Linked DNA regions of Mus musculus: region 1 is linked to region 2. The links are chromatin contacts, called in public HiChIP or PLAC-seq maps. All regions are on one chromosome and are shown on one strand. Each heading gives the region's core, a stretch centred on a gene start, on an enhancer-like site or on the middle of the called end of the contact. The rest is flanking DNA. Distances are from core to core; before and after follow the strand shown.

Region 1 (3,293 bases), core at 582-3,081, 210 kb before region 2:
CACCTTTCTACTGGACCAGAGATTATTCGGCGGGAATCGGGTCCCCTCCCCCTTCCTTCATAACTAGTGTCGTCGCAACAATAAAATTTGAGCCTTGATCAGAGTAACTGTCTTGGCTACATTCTTTTCTCTCGCCACCTAGCCCCTCTTCTCTTCCAGGTTTCCAAAATGCCTTTCCAGGCTAGAACCCAGGTTGTGGTCTGCTGGCCGAACACAACATCAAACGGGCTGTAAAAATAAAAAAAAATTAAAATTAAAAGGAGCCTGGAGATTCAGTTTACACTCTTGTGCTCTTTTGCCTGGAGTCCCCTGGTATTGTGGTCCGGTTCTTCAGGCATCCTCCATAAAGAGAGGTGAATTGCCCTTGCTCTGACCTGCCTACCTATGTCTCTCAGCTGCTAGACTTAGAGGAGCTCACAGTTCCAAATTCCACGTTCCAACAAGGAAGCAGTTTCATGAAGTTTTATACTTTTACAGAACAAACTAAGGCACAAGTCAAAAACACTGGTGGGTCCATCAGAGAGGCGGTAACAGCAAAATATGGGGAAGGTCTTCTGTAGCCCCAAATGTCAGGGCTACAGAATGACGGTCTCAGCTGGATCAGACTGGCCTGTGAGCATGTTTGTGGGGATTATCCTGATTAGATTGAGAGTCGAAGACCTGCCCACTGTGTGGCATCATCATTCTTTAGCAGTGTCCTGAACTGGATGAAAGTGGAGAGAGAGATCTAGCATTCGTCCATTGATTGGTTCCTCTTTCTTTACTAAGGATGCAAAGTGATTAGTTGCCTCAAGTTCCAACCACTGTGACTTGCACAAAACAATGGACTGTAACCTGGATCTGTGAACTAAAATTAACTTTTTCTCACTTAAATGGACCTTGCCAGGGTATTTATCACAATAGGGAAGGAAAAAGGGGGCAATTCTTTGTGTCCAACTCACCAGCAAAGCACCAGATAGTCATACAATTCTGCTCGATTTACCGGGGGGGGGGGGGGAACAACCTGGACATGCCATTCTCTTTCCTTTTTGGAATTTTTCAGGGGGAGGAGCAGGGTTTCACTATGTATCTCAGGCTGGCTTGGAACTTCACATAAGCATCAGCCTCAGCCTCCCAAGTATTGGAGTTACAGGTATCAGCCACAATGTCCGGCTTAATTTTATTACCTGTATTGAAAGTTTTCCAAAATACTCAATTGACGTAGAAAGTTTCATCTTATTTGTGATTTGTCTTAAGAAGGAAAACCCAGTATTTAAAAATATCCAAGACAGAAAAGAACAATGGTCAGGCTGCTAAGCAAGACCTCAGTGAGGATGGCTGTAAGGCAGTCCCTCCTTTCTTGGTTCTTAACACTTCTCTCAGAAAAGGCCAAGGCAGTTGCAGGGCCTCAGTTGTCTTTTCAACTCAGCCACATGCACTGTGGTCTTAGTCCAGCGCCAGGTGGTGAGAAGAGTGGACAGAGATGGCCTGTTTAACCACACAGAAACTACTTAACTTGGCTTGGACTCGAATCCACATTACTGTGGCCACAAAGCAGAGTACTAGCTAGCAACTGAGCGATCACCGCGAGCTACCGAAACACCCACAAAGACGCGGCTTTTTTACAGTCAGTCAAAGGTTAAGTGTAACAGTCGGTGGCTGCCTTTAAAAATTCAGACAGGTAAAGGTCGTCGCTCCTTCCCCATGCAGACTCCCCTGTCCTCCTCTTCCTCCCATTCTATGCCCCACTAAAAAACAAAAACAAAAAACATTCCTTCACCTCCTACAGCCGCGACTGATGCTCTGCCCTGTCCACCGTTCCCCGCCCCTCCCGTCTCGCCTCCCTGAGCACCCGCACCGCACTGCCCGCCTGCCCCACGCGCACTGCGCAGAGGCTCCAGCACACGCCCAGCGTGACCAGTCCCTCGCGCGTCCGTACTCGTGGTCTGCAAAGTACCCGACCCTAAAGCGCACTTGGGCTTCTTCGCAGAGCCCTGTTGGATCCCTGGGATCTCCCGGTGGCGGTGGGACGCAGGGGGTTCATTCCATTCCCACGAGCTTGAGAAGTGGACTCGAGGCTTGCGGGGCCCAGGGGACACCGAAGCTTCCTGCGCTGACCGCGGGTGGCAAAATCAGTTACCGGGTGGTGGGATTCGGAAAATTCACGTTCCTTTAGAGTAGCTACCCGCGGTGCTTCCGTTTTTAACTGCAGCTGGTAGCACATTATTTTTACAAAGATGCACTCACGCCTTTAATTCCAGCATTCGGGAGACCGAGGCAAGAGGCCTCTGTGAGTTCCGTGCCAGCCAGGGCTGCACAGTGAGACCTTGTCTAACAACAACAACAAAATTCCTGAGATACAGAAAAAAAAAAAAAACAAAAAAAAAAAAAACCTCTGACCAATTGTAATTTGTCCATAGCCTCAGGCCAGAAAAATCGAGTGATTTTTCTAGCACTGTTTTACATAGAGGGGATCATCAGTATAAACACTGAGGGTTGATTGTCAAGCTGGTCTTGAACTCAAAATCCTCTATTTCTGCCCAGAGAGTTCTGGAGATATAGCCAGTGTCTTTCTATTATGTTTGGGGGGAAAGTTTTTTTTCTCTTTAAATACGAATTGTCCAGTTTCCCCTTTCCTGGTTTATGATTAAAAGCCAAGCTACCGCAGTCTTTTCCAACACTGTCATTGGTGACTCCTGCGGGTGTTTGCTTCAATAGTGGAGAGATGGGTATACCACCATCACACGATGGCGTTTATATCATGTTCTGCAAATGCATCTTGCCCAGGGGTGGTACCCAGTCCTGCTCCTGTGTTCCCAGCTGTGTCGTGTTACTTTGTTTCCGTGCCTGCACAACAAACTTTCTCCCAGCTCTCGCTGACCTAGGGCAGGGCGACTCTCTGGCCTTACCCCAGGAGGAGGTGCATCAGAGGACCACAGTGCACAGGCACACAGACTCACTGTTGTATTTTTGAACAGAAACTCCCAAGATGCTTCAAGATTCTTCAATAACTGTACTTTTATCTTTATTTATTTATTTATTTGCTTTTGGTTTTTTGAGACAGGGTTTCTATGTGTAGTCCTGGCTGTCCTGGAACTCACTCTGTAGACCAGGCTGGCCTTGAACTCAGAAATCCACCTGCCTCTGCCTCCCAAGTGCTGGGATTAAAGGCATGTGCCACCACTGCCCGGCTATTTATTTATTTTTTATTGTGGTGTTCTACTCACTCAGATCCTGAGAGGACTAGCCTGGGGGAGGGGGCTGACGGCAGGGAAGGAGGATCAGATATCCTGCATATCAGATATTTACATTAC
Region 2 (3,401 bases), core at 414-2,913:
TTCCCACTCAGGATTTTCTGCAAACAGGATAAAATATTGATATCTTTTGCAGGTTCCACTCTTAAACAAATCTCAACCCTTCTGCTCAAAATGATTCTCATGTCCGAAGTAGGAGAATATTCTTGATTCCCTTCACCTGAAAAGATGGTAGACTCTGAGTCTGCCTCAGGCCCTGGTACCAAAGCCCTGTCAGCCTGGCACGTGGTTGTTTTATTTTACAAGGAAAGAGGCAAAGGCAGGAGCTGTCCACCCATAAACAACTATTGAGCCTCTACTGCACTTCACCTTAAAAAGAAAGAAGACACAGAAATCACATCCCATTAGGGACATAGTCAAGGATGTGGAGAAGTCCGCACAATACAGAGATATGAAGCAACACAGCTTCCAGGGGTCGCCATGGGAATGAGAAAACAGCGGCTGCGGGATGGAGAGGCTCTGAATTCTAGGGTGCTAGTTTGGGCATGGAGGCATGTCTACAAACAGGATCTATCCATCAAGAGACGTGTATGACTGCCCAGGGTTACTGGGGTAGGAGGGAGCTCTCTTCCCTCTAAGATCTACAATTCACAGGTCTTAGGTTTAAAACATTTGAGTTGAGAGGGGAGTCTGAGCCCCCAGCCTAAGGTGACTCAAAACCTACATCTATCTACATGTCTGGAGCCAGAAAATCTGGATAGAAAAAAGGTGGTGGTGGTGGTGGTGGGGATTCATGAGCACATATAGATGTTAGAATAAAGGAACAGTCAGAACAAGGCCTATCAGATCACTTTAAAAACAAGTCCCAACCAACCCACTACCGTTCTTTCTGATGCAGAATGCTTTCTCAAGATTCTTCTATGGGTGGCCCTGGGAACGACGGACATACTAGAAGTACAGACTCCAGTTCATTTCCCAGGGCGTCACTGTATAAAGCAGACACACACTTGAAAAAGTGAATTTTAGTCTACTGCATAGTAGAGACAGTTTGGAATAACTGAAAACAAAGGGCGGGCCTCAAAGGACTTGTGGAAACGAGCGTAGCAGCATTCCCGGGCTGCTCGGCTAGTCAGCGGGCCTTTGGGTAGAAGAGCGTGGAAACCCACTGACCTCGGTGAAAAGGATCGGCGGCATCCTCAGTTTTCCTATGATCTAGTTTCTGCTTGATCTGAATAATGTGTCTCTATCAACGAAACAGGCGACTGTACGCAGAAACGCCCGCGACCTTTCCCTTCCACACACATTCCTGGGTCCTCTGCTTTCGATTGTCACGCTGGTTACTGGAACTTTTGCTGCGGTTTTTACCTAACAGGAGCTCCGGGCCCTTCAGTGCAGCGCACTCCCCCCTCATCTCTAACTTTCTCTTTCTCCGGTCTTTTGTCTTTTTAGCGTCAGTGCTTTCTAAAGTCTGTGTTATCTCTAAGTTTTATTTGGAGGAATCTGAATTCTCCGAGGGACTTCGGCACCATAATTAAGAAAATCGAAAATAAAAAAATAAAGGCTTGAGACTGTAAGGAACCGGTAGAGGGCAGAGAAGAGAAAAGAAAAACAGGAAGATGATGCAACATCCAGAGCCCGGATAATTTAGAAAGGTTCCCGCCCGCGCGCTTTCAGTTTTCAATCTGGTCCGATCCTCTCATATATTAGTGGCACTCCACCTCCAATGCCTCACCAGCTGGTGTTTCAGATTACATTAGCCATGTCTGGCAGAGGAAAGGGTGGAAAGGGTCTAGGCAAGGGTGGCGCCAAGCGCCATCGCAAAGTCTTGCGTGACAACATCCAGGGTATCACCAAGCCCGCCATCCGCCGCCTGGCTCGGCGCGGTGGGGTCAAGCGCATCTCCGGCCTCATCTACGAGGAGACCCGTGGTGTGCTGAAGGTGTTCCTGGAGAACGTCATCCGCGACGCAGTCACCTACACCGAGCACGCCAAGCGCAAGACCGTCACCGCTATGGATGTGGTGTACGCTCTCAAGCGCCAGGGCCGCACCCTCTACGGCTTCGGAGGCTAGACGCCGCCGCTTCAATTCCCCCCCCCCCCATCCCTAACGGCCCTTTTTAGGGCCAACCACAGTCTCTTCAGGAGAGCTGACACTGACTTGGGTTGTACAGGTAATAACCGTGGGTTTAGACTCGGTAAGGTAAAGACGCTAGTTTTCCTTGTGACTCAACGCTACTAGGTGTTCCGCTTTTAGAGCCATCCACTTAAGTTTCTATACCACGGCGGATAGATAGCATCCAGCAGGATAGCTCACACTGGGAATTTTAATTCCTACTTAGTGTGTGAGCTGGTTGTCAGGTCAAGAGACTGGCTAAGATTTTCTTTAGCTGTTTGGAGCAGAATTGCAATAAGGAGACCCTTTGGATGGGATGACCTATGTCCACACATCAAATGGCTATGTGGCTGTGTCCCTGTGTTTCCAATGAGTGGCTGTGCTTGACCGGATATTTGGTATTGTTTCTATGGCCCCACAACCCACCTTTTATCCTTCCTCATCTTCCCAAAAGATTTTCTTCAGGCCATGTTAGAAAGCTAGCTGCCTAGATGGAGGTCACGTAACCCTCTGCGCCAAAAGGCTACGTAAGAGAGACCGGGCGTTGTCCTGCTGCTGATTGGCTCAGTGGAAGAGTTAGGCGTATGGCCTCCTGCAGAATAAAGAGCTGGCAGCAGAAGCTTGGGCCGGACAGGCGGGAGACAAGCAGGGACAAGAACGGAACAGGGATTTAAAGAGACACGTGGTGGGACACAGTGGCAAGAAGTCGGTCGGGTTAGGTAGATGGGTTAGCTGAGGGACTGTCTCAGCAAACAGGCCAACAGCTTTATTGTATCCAGATGTCTCCGGTGTCTTTACAATTAAACACCAAGCAGGACCCCCAAAAGTCCTCGCAAAACTCCTCAGTTTAGGCATGGATCTAGGAAATAGTGGACTGGGATCGAAGCTCTGCTGGGATACAATTGCAACGACATTTTAATGTCCCATAACATAAGCAAGCCAGGTGGTGACAGCTATAATCCCAGCAAGTCAGGGAGGAAACAAGGGTTAGGGGTTCAAGGACCACTTCTGCATGGTTTGGGGGAAAGCCTGAACCACAAGACCCTGTCACAAACAAAACAACAAAACAAAGCAAGCAAGCAAACAAACAAAAAACCCCTTGAGGGTTGGAGAGGGGACTGAGAGGTCCTGAGCTCAAATCTCAGCAACCACATGGTGGCTCACCATCTCTAATAGGATCCGATGCCCTCTTCTGGTGTGACTGAAGAGAGAGGACCAGTGTATTCGTATACATAAAATAAAATCTTAAAAACAACAAAAAGAAAAGAATGTATAGTCAAACAAACAAACACAAAACCAAACCACCGTGAACAATAAGTGAGTGGAGGCACACTATATTATTTAGTGAAAGAAAATCTTAGAAGCCACTCAG

What was found. HiChIP or PLAC-seq counts read pairs in DNA pulled down with a chosen protein or histone mark.
Region 1: an H3K4me3 HiChIP or PLAC-seq map of forebrain shows a contact between it and region 2, with 3 times the contacts expected there. The contact joins the enhancer-like site here to the promoter of H4c14 in region 2. A contact is called at or near these places in 9 of 39 promoter capture datasets (cranial neural crest, embryonic stem cells, frontonasal cranial neural crest and 5 more), 4 of 15 datasets of contacts at CTCF or cohesin (CD8 T cells, embryonic stem cells, large pre-B cells and 1 more), 3 of 484 Hi-C or Micro-C datasets (the G1E-ER4 cell line, bone marrow-derived macrophages and nephron progenitors), 26 of 115 datasets of contacts at active chromatin or transcription factors (the SCID.adh cell line, SST interneurons, T-cell acute lymphoblastic leukemia and 19 more) and 3 of 9 other capture datasets (adipose tissue, liver and pancreatic islet).

What each region holds. Positions count from the first base shown.
Region 1 is chr3:96,473,744-96,477,036 of GRCm38.p6, reverse strand. No RefSeq gene overlaps it. Among named protein-coding and RNA genes, the nearest start is that of n-TQctg3, 4.0 kb to the left of the region's middle. Within about 2 kb of position 1,831, at least 17 of the 459 cell types and tissues checked have an H3K27ac peak or open chromatin away from gene starts, as enhancers often do.
Region 2 is chr3:96,261,579-96,264,979 of GRCm38.p6, reverse strand. It overlaps H4c14 (H4 clustered histone 14), which reads left to right and starts at 1,663. Exons shown (of 1, transcript NM_033596.3): 1 at 1,663-2,046. The coding sequence starts at 1,676. The coding sequence ends at 1,987.